Regions from separate parts of the Mus musculus genome. Here regions 2 and 3 are each linked to region 1. The links are chromatin contacts, called in public HiChIP or PLAC-seq and promoter capture Hi-C maps. All regions are on one chromosome and are shown on one strand. The core of a region is the stretch at or near the end of the contact, and the rest is flanking DNA. Distances in the headings are between cores, read along the strand shown. Region 1 has its middle 18 kb from the start of Map7. Region 2 has its middle 22 kb from the start of Gm33104. Region 3 overlaps Ahi1 (Abelson helper integration site 1).

What was found. Promoter capture Hi-C pulls out the DNA fragments that hold promoters and counts their contacts. HiChIP or PLAC-seq counts read pairs in DNA pulled down with a chosen protein or histone mark.
Region 2: a contact with region 1 is called in a promoter capture Hi-C map of the C10 cell line, with 3 times the contacts expected there. The contact joins two enhancer-like sites. A contact is called at or near these places in 3 of 39 promoter capture datasets (the 3T3-L1 cell line, the C10 cell line and pre-B cells) and 1 of 9 other capture datasets (liver).
Region 3: a contact with region 1 is called in an H3K27ac HiChIP or PLAC-seq map of embryonic stem cells, with 2.8 times the contacts expected there. The contact joins two enhancer-like sites. A contact is called at or near these places in 3 of 39 promoter capture datasets (hippocampal neurons, liver and neutrophils) and 1 of 115 datasets of contacts at active chromatin or transcription factors (embryonic stem cells).

Annotation. Positions count from the first base shown.
Region 1 is chr10:20,151,564-20,155,429 of GRCm38.p6, forward strand. It overlaps a transcript of Map7 not described here. Among named protein-coding and RNA genes, the nearest start is that of Map7, 18 kb to the right of the region's middle. Within about 2 kb of position 2,173, at least 14 of the 459 cell types and tissues checked have an H3K27ac peak or open chromatin away from gene starts, as enhancers often do. A contact at or near this core is called in embryonic stem cells, where this site is marked.
Region 2 is chr10:19,462,418-19,466,093 of GRCm38.p6, forward strand. No RefSeq gene overlaps it. Among named protein-coding and RNA genes, the nearest start is that of Gm33104, 22 kb to the right of the region's middle. Within about 2 kb of position 1,589, at least 28 of the 459 cell types and tissues checked have an H3K27ac peak or open chromatin away from gene starts, as enhancers often do.
Region 3 is chr10:21,052,444-21,056,204 of GRCm38.p6, forward strand. Ahi1 (Abelson helper integration site 1) reads left to right here. Exons shown (of 24, transcript NM_026203.3): 20 at 2,538-2,700. Among named protein-coding and RNA genes, the nearest start is that of Gm20149, 10 kb to the left of the region's middle. Within about 2 kb of position 2,483, at least 93 of the 459 cell types and tissues checked have an H3K27ac peak or open chromatin away from gene starts, as enhancers often do. A contact at or near this core is called in embryonic stem cells, where this site is marked.

The sequences.
Region 1 (3,866 bases), core at 923-3,422:
GGCCCCCCAATTTATTATTTTTAAATCATAGGTTTATATGGAATTTATTGAATGAGAGGGGTACCTAAGCCTGTGTTTTATTGCCACCAAGAAGTAAGAGTTACCACCTCAAAATGCCACTTTTTTTTTCCTTTGTCTTTTTTGCTTGAGATGGGGATCTTGCCATGTATTCCTGGAGTCCTCCTGCCGAGCTCGCCACCTCAGCCTCCTAAGTCCCAGATTCCCTGTGTGTCCTCTTTCTCAGCCACAAACAGCAACTTCTTTCCTGACGCATTCCCTTTGTATTCCTTTTGTATATAATTACTTTGAGGTAGAATCCAACCTTGAGTGGTTCTTAAATTATGTCCTTGTGCTAAGGCTGTATTTCAAGACTTGAGGTTAAAATCTCGGGTTATTACAGAAACAATACCTGTGATATGTTCAAGATTAAAGGCCTATGTTTGTGTATGTATAGGACTCAAATAGAGTGAACTTTGGCAGCATAGTATGTATTTAAAGGGTACTATATCAATGCAACATTCAGAAAACAGTTCTGCAGATATGTTTAGCTTTTGCTCAAGGGTTGTGATGATGTTATAATTTTTACAATTATATTATTTTTTAAAAAGTCATTTTTCTTGAGGTAGAACCATTCTCTTGGTTTACGGGGGTATTTTCCTTGTCCATAGTCAAAGGGAAGCAAGAACTAGAAAATGCTGTTGTCTTAGAAACAGATTTGTGTTTCACCACTAGAGGATGTCAAGTCCTTTTTATTAGAATATTATTTTGAGCAAATTCCTAGGTCATCACATCACAAAACTAGGAGCTGGAATTCTGTGTGTCACCTAGTATGATTCCAAGCTATGGAAATCAGCTACACAGAGCAAATCCCATTTGCCAACCTCCTTTAAAAAGACCACAGAGCTAAAGTTTCATGCTGCTTTTGATTAATCTGTGATGCCCAAAGTCTGATGTGCAAGGAATAAATTAATGCCCATATGTTTTGGTGAGATCTGTTGCCATTCTATTGGAAGATATTACTTACAACCTAGAATGGAGTTTGTTTGTTGTTGTTGTTTTTAAAAATCAGGATTCTTGGTGGAAAGACTTAGACTCCCCCCCTCCCCCTTTTTTTTAACATTTATTTATTTTATGTATATGAGTACACTGTCACTGTCTTCAGATATACCAGAAGAGGCCATCAGATCCTATTACAGATGGTTGTGAGCCACCATGTGGGTGCTGGGAATTGGAACTTGGGACCTCTAGAAGAGCAGTCACTGCTCTTAACCACTGAGCCATCTCTCCAGCCCAGACTTAGACTTTCTTACTGTGGTCATGTATCTTGTATGAAATTTTCCAGAGTAAAAAGTGATCTTTATTTAAGCCAGAAGGGCCTCTGTTGTCCCCAAATAAGCATAGAAAGTAGACACTCAGGTTGTGCTTATGCTGTGACGTAAGCCCCTCCCTATTGAAATTCAGATCCTAGAAGCTAGAATTGCTGCTGCTTCAGGGGGCAAACTTCACATCTCGCTAAGTCAGTGGTTCTCTCCTGAGAACCACTGGTAAGTTGAAGAGAAGTCAGCTGTTGTCATAGCTTAGGTATGTGTGTGAAACGCAAATTTACACTGGCATGGTCTCTAAAGAATTCACACACTTGTGTCATGATACCTGAAAACAAATTATTCGAAGAGCTTTAAAAAACATACTCAAGTCTTGTTAGTACAAGAACTAAAGACATCGAGGCTTAGACTAATTTAACCAAGAATGTGTACTTTCCATGGGTTATTAAAATGACGGAGTTTGGAAGGTTGATGAATATGATCTTTGAGTTTAGTAAGGAAATCCACAGGCCAATGTGTACGGGTCGTGAGGGTTCAGTGGAGGAAGGATGGACCACTCTGGCTGTGGTCATCCCGGAGCACCTGCTGCAGCTAGCACTTAACCGCCAAACAACAGGGAGTGATGTGTGGTCAGAGGGAGGAGGAGGGGAAATAAAGGCATACAGGAGAGGAGCTAAAGTTTCTTGACAGGACAAATGTGAAAGGCTCAAAGTGAGTGTTCAGGGAAATCAGTTAGGCATGATGGATATGTTGAGGCCAAAGGTCAAGCCAAGAGGCTAGAACAGTATTGTTGGAGCAGGAAGGCTTGTCTTGATAAAGCTTTGTTAATCAGAATTAAAGAGCTGGGTTGCACAATTAGCACAAACACACCCTCTCCTAGGGAGGTCCTTTTCCTCCTACCCTGCCCATTTGGGACAGCTGTGCTTGAGTTCGGGAGGTGCCGGTTTGCTCTGGAACCTGGAAGGAGAGCTTCTTTTCAGAGCAGCTGTGTAGACCAGATGGAGGAAGAAAGGAGAGAGAGTTTGGTCTCCAGACTTAACTCTGAGGTCCCTGGATAGAGCTAGGTAGGCACTGGCCTGTCAGTGGGTATAAAAAAAGGAGGCCGGTTTGGGACTCTGAGATGTCAGAGGATCACAGGTAAAAAGAAGACACAAGGCGATCCACTTTTAATTGGTTCATTAGTTTAAGCTTGACCCGAACATATTAGTGAGTACAACTGAGTAAAAGAAAAGGTGGAAAAGTGTCAGTAGTGATGCCAGATAGTTAACTGGTGAACCTGCAGGAACAGACACGAGGTCAGGTCTGAAGGCCACTCCAGGAAAGATCAGAAAGAAAAACTGCAGACAGGATAGACAACCATTCAAAATGGAGGAGGGACAGACAGCCAAGTCAGAGAAGTGAGAGATGCCCAAGAGGGACAAAAAGGTCAAACATTCCAAAACTGAAATGATATTTTAAAGCCATTACTTTGGATTGAGGTTTCCACTGGTTTCTCCTAGCAGAGGAATTTCAGTTGGTCCAAGAGTTGGGGGCACATCCTTTATAATAATGATTAATAGATTGAGCATTGGAAAGATGAGATAGCCCAGTAGACCGTTCCATAAAAGTTGCCAGAAAAAAAAAATCAATACATTAGAAATTCTCGAATAAGTAGAGGTGGGTTTTTTGTTTTTGGTTTTTTTGTTTTTTGTTTTGTTTTGTTTTGTTTTTTCTGAGACAGGGTTTCTCTGTATAGCCCTGGCTGTCCTGGAACTCACTTTGTAGACCAGGCTGGCCTCGAACTCAGAAATCTGCCTGCCTCTGCCTCCCGAGTGTTGGGATTTAAGGCATGCCCGGCTAGTAAAGGAGTTTTTAATTGTTTTTTAAATGTGTTGTTTCAGTAGACTGTCAACGTAGCTATAGATGTATAACCATCACTGTCGATAGGGCTTAGAGTCTTGTCTTCCAGAGCTCCCTCTGGCTCATTTCCCACCCACTGATCTATTTTCCATCTTTGCTTTGACTTTTCCCAGAGTCTTAAGTGGAAGCATACCATGTAACCTTTGCAGGGGTGCCGCCCCCCGCCCCCACAGCCTAATGTATTTGAGATCTGAGCACACCGTGATGTGCATTGGTAGTTCCCTGCCCTAGCACCTAGTGCTTCCCTGTCCCCAACTTAAGGACGTCCAGTCACTCCTAGGTTTGGGTAGGAGAAACAACTGTTGCAAATATTCGTATGTTGGTTTTTACGTCACTGGTTTCATTTATGGCAGATACTTACATTGTTGTCTCCAATGTGATTGTGTAAGACGTTGCCACTTCTAGGGTGGCTGTACACCTTTTTCTGTGAGCGTCCTGTGAGATTGTTCTGCATCCTTTTCGGCCCTTGTATATTTTGTTGATTTGATGGTTTTCATTTTAGTCACTCCACTAAGTTTTTTAAGTAAGCTGTAATTGCTTCAAAGTGAGATATTTTTTGCTTGATGCTAATGCAGTCTCTGAAATGAGGTCATGTTGAGCCCAGAACCCAGGGTTCTGTTTGGTGGCTTGCTGTTCTGTGATTCT
Region 2 (3,676 bases), core at 339-2,838, 690 kb before region 1:
TCTTCTGAGATGTGACCAGGGTAGGTTGCTCATGCTCCAGGAAATGGCTCTACACTCAAACAAGCATAGACAGCACTGACTGGATTCGGTGGGTCAGTTTTTAAAATAGAGAGAGGACATGGCGTCGGGAGTAGGGCAGCATGGTGGTGGTCTGAGATGAACTAGAAGAGGGGATTTGGGGATAGGTATAACCAAAATACACTTTGTATATGTATGAAATTACCAAAGAATAAATAAAATGTACTCCCAAAATCAAATAAAGAGCACAAAGTTTCTCCATAGATTCTAGGCAAAATGTGAGTCCCTGTGAAATATTTTTCTAAACAAGTTCTTTTCATCCCTCCAACACACAACAGCATAGCATAAACAGTCTCATGCCAAAAAGGAAGAACGGAGGTACGGCAAGGAAACGTTAGATCAAAGCAGGACTGAAACCTTCCATGGCCAACACAGAGCCTCACAATTCCATGTTCCACATCTGGGGCTCATCATGGAATCACTCGAGTGGTGCTACCCCTCCAGCTCTTCTGTCTGCACCAGATGTAGTCTCTCTCGTGGGTAGTTCCACTCCGTGCCTACAGCTTACTTGGGTATAAACCCCATACTCCTAGCATCTCCAATATCTTGGGGTCTTCATTGTGATTTAGACTTTACTTTCATGGCTCCATGCAATGAAAGTCTTTCAGTGCCAACCTGCTACACACTGGCACCATCAGCTTCCTGGAACATGGGGGCAAGCCTCCATGAATTCATAACTCTTAAATTTTCCAGGTCTACAAAAGCAGGTACCATATACAAGCCTCCCAGCTTAAAATGTAACATCATCCCCTTCAGCCAGAGCTGTAGTGACTTCTATATGGCTTGGCAGCTAAGCCTGGGATACCGCTTTCTACTCATTGTTTTTAAGTCAGGAACCCTTGCCCAACATTCTCATTTAAAGCTGTCTCCTTTCAAATAATTGCGTTTTCATACATTGGTGGAGGTTCCTGCCACAAAGAGTGAGTGATTGTTCTAATAGCTTTGACCGTTGCAGCTGCTTTCTCCTGCTTTGTATGAAGCGTAAAACTCACTCTTACTAGATTGCACATTAACTTTCCATTCCCTCTCATTGTAGAAAGGCAATAACTATACCACAGCTTGAATTTCTTCTGCAGAAAAACTTAGTGTAGAGTCTTTGGATCCATTCTAGCCTCAAGTTTTCAGGACAGGAGAAGAAAACAGCTAGATCTTTTTGTCATAATATGAATAACCTCAAGCCCAGCCACTCAAAGAGTTCTTGTTCCCTTCTTAGATCACATGAATACAGTGTTCACTGGCTTCCTTCTATTGGCATTAAAACTTCCACGCTCCCACCAGAATGACCCATTAAGCTCTGCTTACAACATTATGGGGATTGTTTTACTTACAGATACAAATTCGTACCATGAATTGTCTCCAGGGCCTCTAATCCCATGATAAGGTTTAACACAGAAATAACTCCAGTCTTGATACCAGTTTTCCATATTAGTTACTTTTGCCGTTAATGTAACCCAATGTGTGACAAACAAACAAGAGACTTGAGAAATCAGGTGTTTGTTTTGGCTCATGGTTCAGAGAATGAGATTGGTCATGATAGAGAAGGTACAGCAAAAGAATCATGAAGAGGTTGATCACCTTGTTTCTGTCGTCAAGAACCAAAGAAGAAAGAGTGATGTCATCCCATTTGCTTTCTCCCTCTTGTTCAGCCATGGACCCTAACTAGCCCATGGGATGGTGATCTCACACCCCCTTAATTATTCCTCTTTGGCACACCTACAGGTTTGGTCCCTTGGATGATTCTAAATTTCAACAAGTTGACAGTCAAGATTAATCATTACAGAAGTATTTGTGAATATTGTTTAAATTGGGGAGACTCTCTTGATCTACATAAGGAAGGAACAAATCTACAAAGCTTTCTAAACTGCCATGGGGAAAAAAATAGCCCTTTTTGTTAACAGTTCATTGGCTTGCCTGTAGAACATAGGTTAAGATTTTCCATGCAGGATTCTATTATGCCCACAAACATGATAATGGTTCTTTGTCTGTTTGTCTTGGACAAACAGGTTTTAAAAAAACATAGACTCTAATCTATAAAACATGAACCAAATTGACAAACATGAAGGTGGCTGCAAACCAGTTATTTCCCAATCCCAGAGGAATTTGTCGTCAAGGACCTGACTGTGTATGAAAGGAATGCTGTCTTGTTTCTGAAGCAAACTTTTCCGACAAGTCAGAGCATGAGCTGTCTGAAAGGAAAGGGCTTTTTATGTTTTTCTCACAAACATGCTCAGACATAGCTTTTCTTTCAGCTAATTAAGCTGTTTTAAAGCAAACTGGTCAAACAGTGACATCCTGGTGGGGAGCCATGGAGTCAATTGCACGAAATAGAGAGTAGGACACTCGGAGGATGACTTCGACCATTGTGCTTTCTGCCTGAATATTTTCTACTTGGTCAATGCTGCCAGAGTGACCCCATACAATTGGGAGAATTCAAAGCCACTGACCTCAAGAGATGCCATTAAAAAAGGCAGCCACAGAATAAGATTTCATGGTCAGAAGCTAAACTTACTCTCTCTTACCAAGTCCTGAAGCTTACAATATTTTGAATATATGTTTTCTTCCTGTTGTTAGCATACTGCTGAACAGCTAAATAAAATAAAATAAAATAAAATAAAATAAAATAAAATAAAAAACACAGCCATTGGTAGTCCCCAATGTAAAATTCATTTTTCTATAAGAGAAGTTGTTAATTACACACAAACAAAAACAGCTCCTAGGTTAACACTATGTAGTATTTAGAACACATTTCTTTCAGCCAAACACACAGTAAGAATAATGAATCCTCTAGAAATGTTAGTTAAACATTGGATGACACGTATTATCCTTCGAAGCTGATGGGCATAACATGATGGTGGTTTTGACATTTCTCCAAGCCAAAGCAAAAAGAAAACTGTGAAATTGTCTTTATTAATTGCAAGATCATTGAAAATGTTTCCCCTTTGTTCTGTAATTTTAAACCCCAACACATTAGATCAAGGATAGAAATGGGTGTTTTGAAACTGTGAAAATGTTTATAATTTTTTTTGACAATTCATTATGTATTGCCAAGTAGCATGGTGTTTTTATAACCAGTGCTCTTCTGGAACTAATGACAATGAAAACCACGTGGATCCTCTTGTAGAAACCAGATGCTGGGGTTTTTGATAGGACAAAAGAAACTGGAGAAACAGTTCAACACAGAAGAAGCAATGACTAAGTTGTTGCCTTCCATCTATTTATCAACAAGGTGGTTCACTATCATATCCACATTTATGTCAGAGGTCTTAAGTGTCTTAAGTTTTCTTTTGATGATCTGTATACCCAACTTGTTCCTCAAACAAGCAATCCACCGAAATGGATAATTTTGCTAGTAAAGAGAGAGGTGATGAAGACCCACCCTTGCTTAAGAGGGGAGTGACTGACAACAGATTGTCTTGTTATCATTTGTGATTAAAAGAGAAGTTGTGATATCTAAGCTCCATAGTTTCACATCTCCACTCCACCACCTTAAGCATATGCCTCCGTTTCCAAACCAGGGGGAGGTTAGTAAGAGAGTGGATCTCATTGGAACTGGGAGCAGTTGAGCTGAGATCTGTGTAGGTTGCAAGAATCATGCTGT
Region 3 (3,761 bases), core at 1,233-3,732, 900 kb after region 1:
GGCCCTTCACTGAAGAGTGTGTTCAATCAACTTGGCTCTGAGAAAAAGACAAAATTCTGTTTCGACTATCCACGGTCCTCACTCAGGGTGGTACAGAAGGGAACCCGCATAGATATTCTGTCTTCTAGCATAATATTCAATTAATTGAATGCAATATTCAACACACTATTGTGAATAAACTATTTTTTTCCAAGTGTAGGCTTACTATGAATTCTTAAGGTACATTTACATGTCAGGATAAGCCATGCTTATTGGATAGATTGGGTATATTAAATGCACTTCCCAGTTAATGATAGTTCAGTTTACAGGTCAGAGACCATCTGTATATAAACAAAGTGGATTTTATAAAGCTTTTCATTTCCCATATCTTACATTACCAGCCTGAACACACCAGCATATCTTTAAACATTTGTTATAGAAAGAATTCATAACTATGCTTTCAGCTCAAGAGTCAAATCATATTGCAGAAAACAATTTTGCCCTACATATATGCAGGGGACACACACACACAGTATCCTACATACATGCAGGGAACATAAATACATAATGTCCTACACACATGCAGGGGACATACACACAGTGTCCTACATGCATGCATGGTGGTTACATACCACGTGGAGTATTACAGAGAACAATCACTGAGAACCTTCCAAACAGACATGGAGGCCTGCCATATCAAAAGAATAGGCCAGATACTATTCATTGGGGATAAACCTCTTATTGGGATTTTGCCTACTGTTGTTTGGTTGATTGGTTTTTATTGTTGTTGTTTGTCCAGTTTTGCTTGAACACTTAGACAGTAAAATCTTGTAGCTAGAAAGGTCATGATTTATTTATAATTTACTGCCAAGTTCAACCAAAGAATACGTTGTTTCAGATGAGAAGTTGCTAGCATTTTAGATGCAAGCCCATCCTTGCATACCACATCCTTGCATACCGCTCAGCAGCTTCTCCTGAGCCACGTCCTTTCTGCCATGGCTTTCCAGCCTGAGAAGAGAGTCTAGCCAAAGATCAGGCTCCGTGGCTGGAATGTAGACTGTTGACTTGGCAGGCACTTCATTGCCTCGCTGGGTAACAAGTCTGTGCCTAAATGGCAATAATACCATGGTGACATGCTCCAGGAACTGTCCCATTGCTTCAGAGCATGGGCTCTCAGCCTTCCTAATGCTGTAGTCCTGAATACAGTTCCTTCCTCATGTTGTGGTGACCCAACCATAAAACTGTTTCATTACTACTTCATAATACTATAATGTGCTGCATTGGATACTAAGAAAGCATCCACTGATCATTGGGTATATACCATTGATCATTGGGTATATACCATTAGAGGTATAGTGGGCAATCTGAAGCCAGGCCTGTCTTATGGAACCCTGTCTCTCAAGAGACTCTTTCATCAGTGGATGCTTATGAAAATTTAGTGAAAGCTAAATATCCATTACTAAGATATCTATCATCAGGCATTGATATATTAATGTCAGTTATTGATATATTAATGCTATGTGTTAATATAGCATACATATTGTCAGTTCGTGAACTCTAATCGAGGGTGGAACACCATGCACATTAGGATTTAAATAGTCAGTGAAAGAACCCATCAGCCTAGTTACAAAGACCTACAGCGGTGTGTTTCCATGATACAGTTTTGTAACATGGACATTTTGAAGCCTTGTTTGGGAAAAATGGTAAAGTAAGCATATTTATACACATGAATGGCATGTGCATGCACGCCGCTGTGCCCCACTCTCTACAGTGCACCGGGTCTGGGTGGACTGAGCTCCCCCAGATGCTAGAAAGGGCTTTTAAACCCTCAGCCAGGCAGCAGCACCAGTTTTGACTTGTGCTTTTTTTTTTTCTTTAAACAAAAACAAATCAAATATAAGGGGTAGTGTCATAAAACAAAGGAGAGGATTGTCTTAGGACTTCTCCTCTTAGTTCCTAGCTAACAAAGATCAGCCTTTACAGGGAAGTCAGGAGATTTAGGCTGTTGGTATAAAAATATCAAAAGCTGTTTTTCAAGAAAAGTTTCTCTCAAAAAGAGACTTGAGCAGTCAACTCGGGATGGTAACGGAATTAAATGGCCAGGTTGTCCCATTGAGCCTTTCCTTTTTGTAATGCTGATAACCTGCATTTTTCTCTTTCAGATGCATCTGCTTAGCACACAGGACAGGACCTAAAGGAGTTTTATAAAGTGCTTAAGGGAATGGTGTGTTATGGGTTTTGTTTTTTGGGTTTTTTTTTTTTTTTGGTTTTTTTTTTTTTAATTTGCTTCACACTTTCAAACTTTAACATCTGGTATTTTGAAGCTAATCTTGGTGTGTTGAATGTTCTTAGCCATTTCTCAATCCCACAGTCTTTTATCTTGCTTCTCCTGCTGTGTTCCCACCACCCCTGATCCTATTAGCAACCCCTGAGACAGCCTCAGACTTGCCAAAGTCCTGCTTTGGTTTCAGCTGCTCTTCTGCAAGAGGAAGTGAGTGTTGGGGCTTTTTCTGTGGCACAGTTGTGATAAAGCTGTGGTGGTCTTATCTCTCTCTTAGGTAGTGGCTCTTTATGACTACACAGCCAGCCGATCAGATGAACTAACCATCCATCGTGGAGACATTATCCGAGTGTATTTCAAAGATAATGAAGACTGGTGGTACGGCAGCGTAAGAAAGGGGCAGGAAGGGTTCTTTCCAGCTAATCATGTGGCCAGTGAAAGTAAGTGCACGCAGTCTTCCTGGTACACTATGATAGAACGGAGCCCAAGATGTGATCATTCACTACTCTTTAATGCATGTATTGTCTATATGACCATTGCTTATGTTTAGCATGGAATATTTTTCATCCTCATGATGGGAAAACTGAAAAGGCGATGCACTAGTATGCCAGAGAGCTACTCAGCTCTGAGATTGGAGTGCCTGCTGACTGCCCTTGTCATGCCCGGGGAGCCTGTGGCAGCTGCCCAGCTCTGCTCCCGCCACAGGGGCTGTTGGTTGATTAGCGGCGTAGGAACTTCAGCTCCCTCAGCTCCCACTCTACCTGTGTCCACCTCAGCTCTGGCCGGGGTCTCCGTAGCAACACCAGTGAGCGGGGCTTGTTCCTTCTCAAGTTCACTAAATGAGAAGAAGAGAGCACAAACACTTCCCAGTGAGGCAGACATGGCTTTTGAAAGCTGAAACTAGGCTACCGCAGGGAGCCCAAGGTGGACTGTCCTGGAGGAGGGGCACCCAGCAGGGCTGCTTCTTCGGAATGCATGCTAATTACCTGTCCTAATTGCCGCTGCTGGCCTGGTGGCATGCTGGGAGACCTGCAGCCCACGCGCAGCTTATACTGACCTAGGGGACTTCTTCGCCTTTGAAATAAGGACTTTGAGCGACATCAGCTACGCTTTCGTACACAGACACTGATATGCTGGTTCTGATTGCCTTTTGTTTCTGCAAACAATTATTTATTCCTAATCATTGATTTTCATGCTAATCTTTGAAGCCCCGTTTAAAACATATTATGACTGAATAAATGGACTATTAATTCCTGGCTTAAGTTCCAGAATTTGAGAGTAAAAGGATATTTTTTAAAATTAAAAGGAGGAAAAAGAATGTCTTCCTTGATTGTCATGCTAGGCTCCATCTAGATGAAGTGACTTCCCTTTAATGTCACACACCCCCCCCCCCCCCCCCCACTTACTGCCCACTGGTCCTTCCCAAAGCTGTAGGCTGGTGTCTGTCTTGCTGCAGCTCCCTCCTCCCCTTAAAAGTGCCAAGGAGTGCAAAAAGTACCCA